Linked DNA regions of Mus musculus: region 1 is linked to region 2. A link is a contact called in public promoter capture Hi-C data. All regions are on one chromosome and are shown on one strand. The core of a region is the stretch at or near the end of the contact, and the rest is flanking DNA. Distances in the headings are between cores, read along the strand shown.

Evidence for each region. Promoter capture Hi-C pulls out the DNA fragments that hold promoters and counts their contacts.
Region 1: a contact with region 2 is called in a promoter capture Hi-C map of cranial neural crest. The contact joins the promoter of Hdac11 here to the promoter of Mgll in region 2. A contact is called at or near these places in 2 of 39 promoter capture datasets (cranial neural crest and liver).

Annotation. Positions count from the first base shown.
Region 1 is chr6:91,155,204-91,158,483 of GRCm38.p6, forward strand. It overlaps Hdac11 (histone deacetylase 11), which reads left to right and starts at 1,612. Exons shown (of 10, transcript NM_144919.2): 1 at 1,612-1,644; 2 at 2,194-2,342. The coding sequence starts at 1,643.
Region 2 is chr6:88,723,009-88,726,120 of GRCm38.p6, forward strand. It overlaps Mgll (monoglyceride lipase), which reads left to right and starts at 1,404. Exons shown (of 8, transcript NM_011844.4): 1 at 1,404-1,563; 2 at 2,693-2,837. The coding sequence starts at 2,713. All of the region lies in intron 2 of Gm26588 (a long non-coding RNA gene), which reads right to left.

The sequences.
Region 1 (3,280 bases), core at 362-2,861, 2.4 Mb after region 2:
ACTTATTCACACCCCTAATATTTGGGCAAGTGATTTCACCTTCCTTCCTTTCTTTCTTTCTTTCTTTCTTTCTTTCTTTCTTTCTTTCTTCCTTTCTGCCTCAGTTTCTCTTGTATAAAACTTGCCTTCCAGGGTGTTTAGAGTTCATTGTGAATGAGGCTCTGGGGACTGGCTTAGCTCTGTCTTAATGACAGGCACTCAGTAAGAGCTGATGTTATCTTTGGAGTCTCTCAGCTTCCCCAGAAGGTACACAGTCAACATCATCTCCTAGCGCTGAAAGCCCAGCAAACAGATTCAACCTTCCAAGACCAGGGTGCTGGCAGATAGCCCAGGCTGGGCTGAATATAGGCTCAAACTTCATTATACCAAAGGAATCAGGAAGACTCCCCTCCCGGTTTGTAATAAGCAAATGCTATTTCTTCTAACTGCCCAAGTCTATAGCAACTTTAAATCATAATGCCACTGTCTTATCTACGATGGTTCAAAGTCTGTAACTCCTAACACATAGGCTAGGCCACATGATATGGGAACGCTCCCAAACCACTAAGAACAAGAAATTGCCTTTTGTCCTCTGAACTGAAGGCAGTGTCTCCTCTGGGTCAGCCCCACTACCCATGGCTGGGGCAGTAACTCCTGACTGAGCTCACACTCCTAGGGGCAGTTTTTCTCAGCATCTTTCAGAATTTATGTCCTGTTTTCTGAAAATTACCTAGCAGTAGGCACATCAGAGGCATTCTTCCAAACTGTCAGACAACGATCAGACTTGGCTGGCAGATACATATTGTTGGTGTTCATGCCAGAGAGTTCGAGTTCAATCCTTAGAACCTACACAAAGGTGGAGGGAAAAACTTGTCTGACCAGAGCTGACTTTTGATCTTCACTGTGACATGCTACCTCATGCCCTAACAAAACAAAACAACAACAACAAAAAAAAAAAAAACGTTGCCCATTCCCTTCACATGACCCTGTGGCCCCTGGGCTCCCAGCTGCCATATTAGTTCCTGGCTGCTTCTCTGGTCAGCTGCTTCTGTTTGGTTGATGAAGACAGCTGGGTCAACAGGGGCCTATTGTCTCTTCTTCTGGCCTCCATTGTTGGGGCCCCAGCTGTCGGTCAGCTTCCAGGGTCAGGGTGTAGGGGGAATGGAGACAGGAGATACGTTCAGATATTCACGACTGGACCCTAAAAATAGGATCACCAGACCTGTTCTACAATAGGGAAACAGGTTCAAGGCATTTTATAAGTGGGGGACTGTTTATACCATGGTGAAATAGCCACAGATGGTACAGGAATGCAGGGATGCACCGCAGGAAAGAACATATAGCTGGGCTGGTATGCCCAGAACAGACCACCACATAGTGCAGAGAAGCCCGTGGTCACATCACCTAACCAAGTGTCTGATTATTTCTACCCTGGGAATGCGGGCGGAGCTGCGCATGACCACGCCCTCCAGGCGGCACTCCATTGGGTGCTTCTCCTTGGCCGGCGCCGGTCCGGTCGTCTGTGACGCAGCTGCAGGCCAGAGCTCCACCTCCAGCTCCCAGCGCCATGGAGGCGTGTGTTCTGCGTAGGCCCTGCCTCTTGCACCCCTCCCACCCCTCCCGGTGCGGAGTGGCGTCCAGAGCAGGCAGGGCCGGCTGCGGGATGTGAGTGTGCGGGGTCGCGCGTGGGGCCAAGCATGGGTTCTGGGGATTCCCATGGGCACGGCGGGACAGCTGGGGGCGGGCTGGGTGACCGTGCGGACGAACGGTGGTTCTCCCCTTTGCAGGGCACCGCGGTGGGCTGCAGGGCTGCGAGGAGGGCACAGCCTCCTGCAGTCGCGGTCTACTCACCTCCCCTCCCCCCGCCCCAGCGCATTTTGTTCCCAGCTTCACAGATGTGTGAGCTAACTCGTGAGACAGCCACATTCCAGCCCCTACACCATACACCCCGCCTTCCCCCGTGCAGGCCTTGGGCCTTGGCACCAGTACTCCTGAATACACCTGGCACTGGCATGTGACCTTGGGCACACCTGGTCCCCAGAGCCGCTGTTAGGACTGTGTTGGAAGCTGATTTAATCAAAGCCAGCCAGGGTTCAGGAAGGAGCTGTTTTCATTCCTGTTGGTTGTTAAGTGACCTGGTGTGAGTGGGGAGGGGAACACTGCTTTCCACAAGGAGGCTGTTGTCCATATGTGTGTCTCTTTTGCACGTTGAAGGCCTCACGCAACACAGCTGTACCAGCATGTACCAGAGAAACGCTGGCCCATCGTGTACTCACCACGTTACAACATCACCTTCATGGGCCTGGAGAAGCTGCACCCCTTTGATGCTGGGAAATGGGGCAAGGTGATCAACTTCCTGAAAGGTAAGAGCCGCCCCCCCCCCCAGACTAGCACGTGTCTCCTCCATTTCCCTATCCATACTACCTCCTCAGACCTGCATCGACCTTCTCCATTTTTTCCTTCTCCCTATCCTCATCACCCCCTCAGACCTACATCTGCCTCCTCCATCCCTGTGTTCATTCCATCCTTACCTGATTTCAGCCCCCAGACTGCCTACTGCCTTCTGCCTTGCTGTTAAAGGGTCTTTCCAGGCAGGCTACTAAGCAAGATGGGACCTGTCTTGTATTCCCTCCAGTTAGATCCCTATCTCCCTTCCTAAAAATCTAGAGCAAGCTCCCAGGTCTGCATCGTGCAAAAAATAGGATCAAATTAGACATTAATAACATAGCTGTTTCTGTTGGGTTTGTTTTCATTCCTCGGGGGACCTCCTATCTACGGCAGGTGGTACAGCTTCCCCCTCCGCTGTAGGGACCTGCCTGAACATCCAAAGGAAGTCATGGACTAGAAAGCACACAGGTGATGTGTGGTGTTGGTATAAGGCTGGGATGCTAGCCTTGCACGTCTGTTGACTGCACAAATGGTTTCCTGCTGGTGCCCTCTGCCCCCATCTGGGCTCCTGCCTCTTTCAGTGGCACAACAGAAGGGTTCTTCATCCCCCTCAGCTGGGAGTGAGCGCCAGCCCCTCTTACTCCTGCGCCTCTGAGGATGAGGAAGGACGGGAGGCAGGACCACAGGGCAGGCTCCTTGGGCACCGTGGCTGAGTCTGGAGGTGTCGGAGGCCATGGGAGGCTGTGGGAGGGAGCCCCTGCCTGGACCTGCGTATAGATGTGGATGGGACCCGTTGGTTTCTGAGCATGACTCATTGAAAATAGACCCTAGGTTGTGATTTCTCTAGAACCAGAGCATCATGGCCCAGTCTCACCATCCTGTGGGGGGATGTCTGCTCTCAGCCTCAATTTCT
Region 2 (3,112 bases), core at 154-2,653:
GGTTGGCCAAGAAGAAAGCCCTGGAAAGCCTGAGGAGATGGGTGTGGGTTGGGGTCATCCTTCCTCTGCAGCTGTCACTCACAGGTGGCAGGCATAGGACACAGTGGACAGGCTGTAAATTTAGTGCTGGATTCCAGACTCCACAGCCACATAGGCAGCTGTGCTAGTGGGACCTGGATCCTGGGGCACCTAGGGGAAATGGTTTCATGCAGTGTGTGTGTGTGTGTGTGTGTGTGTGTTTGCTTGCAGTATGTCTGCTTCCTTCTCAGAGCTCTAAGCGCTTGTGCGTGAATGTCACGCATCTTTAGCTCTCTGGGTGTATATGGTGTGTTGTTTTTCTCTGTTGTGAACAAAAACATGGGGAAAGGAGCTACTTCTGCTGCTGAGGCGGAAAACTAAAGGGAAGCTGTGTCTGCTGAGATTAGCTGGCTGATTAAAGTTTCAGTACTATGGAGAGGTTGGAATGTTCCAGGTCCAGAGGCAAATTACTTTATTTTGGGCTAAGTTCGGGCCCTCAGGAACAGCCATTTCTTTCTTGCCCCTCTTTGTTAGAACTAACTTCTTGAGGCAATAGATGAACACTGTTTAACTATTGATTTAACACGATAGTTAGCTTCTACAAATCCAAAAGTTAGCAATGCTATCAGATAGCATTTTGAGCCTATAGGAACACTTTCCCATTTCACTGTTACCTGACTCTCTGTTGTACCCACCAATGTATTTTAAACTTGCCTTGATATACGGCTTTATCTGTTCTGTAAAACTATTTTAAAAACAAAACAAAACAAAACAAAAACCAAAAAAACCCAAAAAACTTCCCGAAACTGCTTTCACATAGGAACATGGAATTAGGGGTAACTTAAATCTGTGTTTCCAGCTCATGGTCATTCAAAATGGCTCCAGAATAATCTTTTCCCCTGTAAGATGAGAGCTGTGGTTTCTGCGCTGACACTCACTGTGTGTGTGGTGTGTTGTTTTTATCTGTGTGCATGGTGTCTAGGGCGTGTGCGTCCATGCTGTGTGTTTGTATTCATGTAGTAACTGTGACATTCACTTGTACCTCTGTGTGTAGTTTGTATCTGGGGAAGGGTCCTGAGGATGTGTCCTTGTGGGTGTGCCTACACCTGTGCTATCTGAATGTGGGTCTCGCACGTGTGCAACTGTAAACATGTGCATGCAGTTCTAGTGAGCGTGTTTCTGCTCCGGGGACCAGTGTGAGGGTCTGTGTTCTCGACTGTGCGCATGGGCTGGAAGGGCCCCATAATTCGGTTCAGTGCCCCGTGAAGGTCCCCCACGCGGCCAGGAAAAGCGCGAGGCAGGTCGGCGGGCGATGCCCCGCTCCTCCCCGGGGGCCGGGCACACGTGGGGCCCCGGCGCCGCCTCCCCGCGCGTCCCCACCCAGCGGGCCGCCCCCGCCGCCGAGCGGCTGGGGATAAAGTGGCGGCGCAGACGCCGCGCCCTATCGCTGCGCAGCCGGCCGCGCGCAGTAGTCTGGCTCTAGCCCGCCGCAGACCCGGACCCGCGTGGTGCTCGGGGAACGTGACAGCGGCGCTCGTGGCCCGGGTAACTGCCTCCCGCCCCTGCCTCAGGATAGGAGCCGCCGCCAGGGGTCCCCTGCGCGCGTGTGCGTGCGCACGAGTGTGCGCGCGTGTCAGCGTGTGCGCGTGAACGCGCCCCTCGCGCCCTCGCACCAACCCCCAAACAGACTTGTGCCCGTCAACTGCATCTTCCCAGACCGGTGTGGGAACAACGGCCAGGTCCACGTCCTGTGTGGCGTGCCGATGACAGCCGCGAGGTTTCCTTCCCTAAGCGGTCGCGGGCGGGCAAGAGGCAAAGTTTGTCGGAGAATCGGGGTGACTTTGCTCGGGGACCCGCATCTGCGCGAATGCGCGGTGCCGCGGAGCGCGTCTCGCAGCAGCTCCGGGCTGGGGACCGGCTGTCCCTCGCTCCCGGAACCCCTTCAGGGGTGTGTTCTGGAAAAGTGGCGACATGAGCTAGAGCTGGAGCAGCAGGAGGGAGCAACTCGCACCCCTGCAGCCCAGGCGGGGAGGGCGCGGACCCCGTGGTGCTGCCCTGCGGCCGCGATGAGGGAACAGCCCTCGTTTGCCTGGCGCTGATACTCGAGGCTGTGGCGGTAGTGGAATGCAAAAGCCAAGACTAATGGAAACAGGTTTGTCATGGCATCTTTGGCATTCAGAAGGGAAAAATCGCTTGGGGCGCGTCACCTACTTATTATGCCCCCTGAAACCCGCACAGTGGAGATTTTAGGAGAGATGGGTCCTTGCAGCTGGGGCTTTGTACCCACGGAACTGACTGTAATTTCCGCTTGATTACAGCTAAAATAGTCTTTAAGATGAAGTTTCCTGAGATGATTTAAAATAAACACAGATGGGAGGGGGGCTATACTGAGGCACTTTAAAAAAATAAAGTGAGCATTTTCTTAAGGACAAACAGGACTTTTCAATCTTGAAGGGGTTTGCAAGAGATGTATGTAATTTTAAAATATATATATCAAATTGGGGTTTGGTGGGGTTTTTTTTGTTTGTTTGTTTTGTTTTTTGTTTTTTGTTTTTTGTTTAATTGCCTAGAAAAGAAGCCACAGCCACAGTCCTGACTCAAAAAAGGCTTTCTTTCCTCCCATATGGACATAAGTGTATTTCTGACTTTAGAATATGTCCACCTTTCTTCCAAGGGCCTAAAGACCCCTGCAGGATGCCTGAGGCAAGTTCACCCAGGCGAACTCCACAGAATGTTCCCTACCAGGACCTGCCTCACCTGGTCAATGCAGACGGACAGTACCTCTTTTGTAGATACTGGAAGCCCAGTGGCACACCCAAGTAAGTCCTCTCCTCTTCGTCCTCCTTCATCGCACCTGCTCCTCCTCCTCCTCCGTCATCATGAGGGCCACCCTTTCCGTGACCTGCCTCTCATGTCACTGACACCCCTGGCACAGCGGTGTTAGCAAAGTTGTGAGCTATACTTTATGCTTTTCTTTAAAATGACGGCTCAAGAGTTCTCTTTTCACTACAACTAGGATAGGAGTCCACTGTCTGGCAGTTTTCAAAGATTCATATGACTTTTTTTTTTGTACCAGAATTGATTCCCTGTTGCA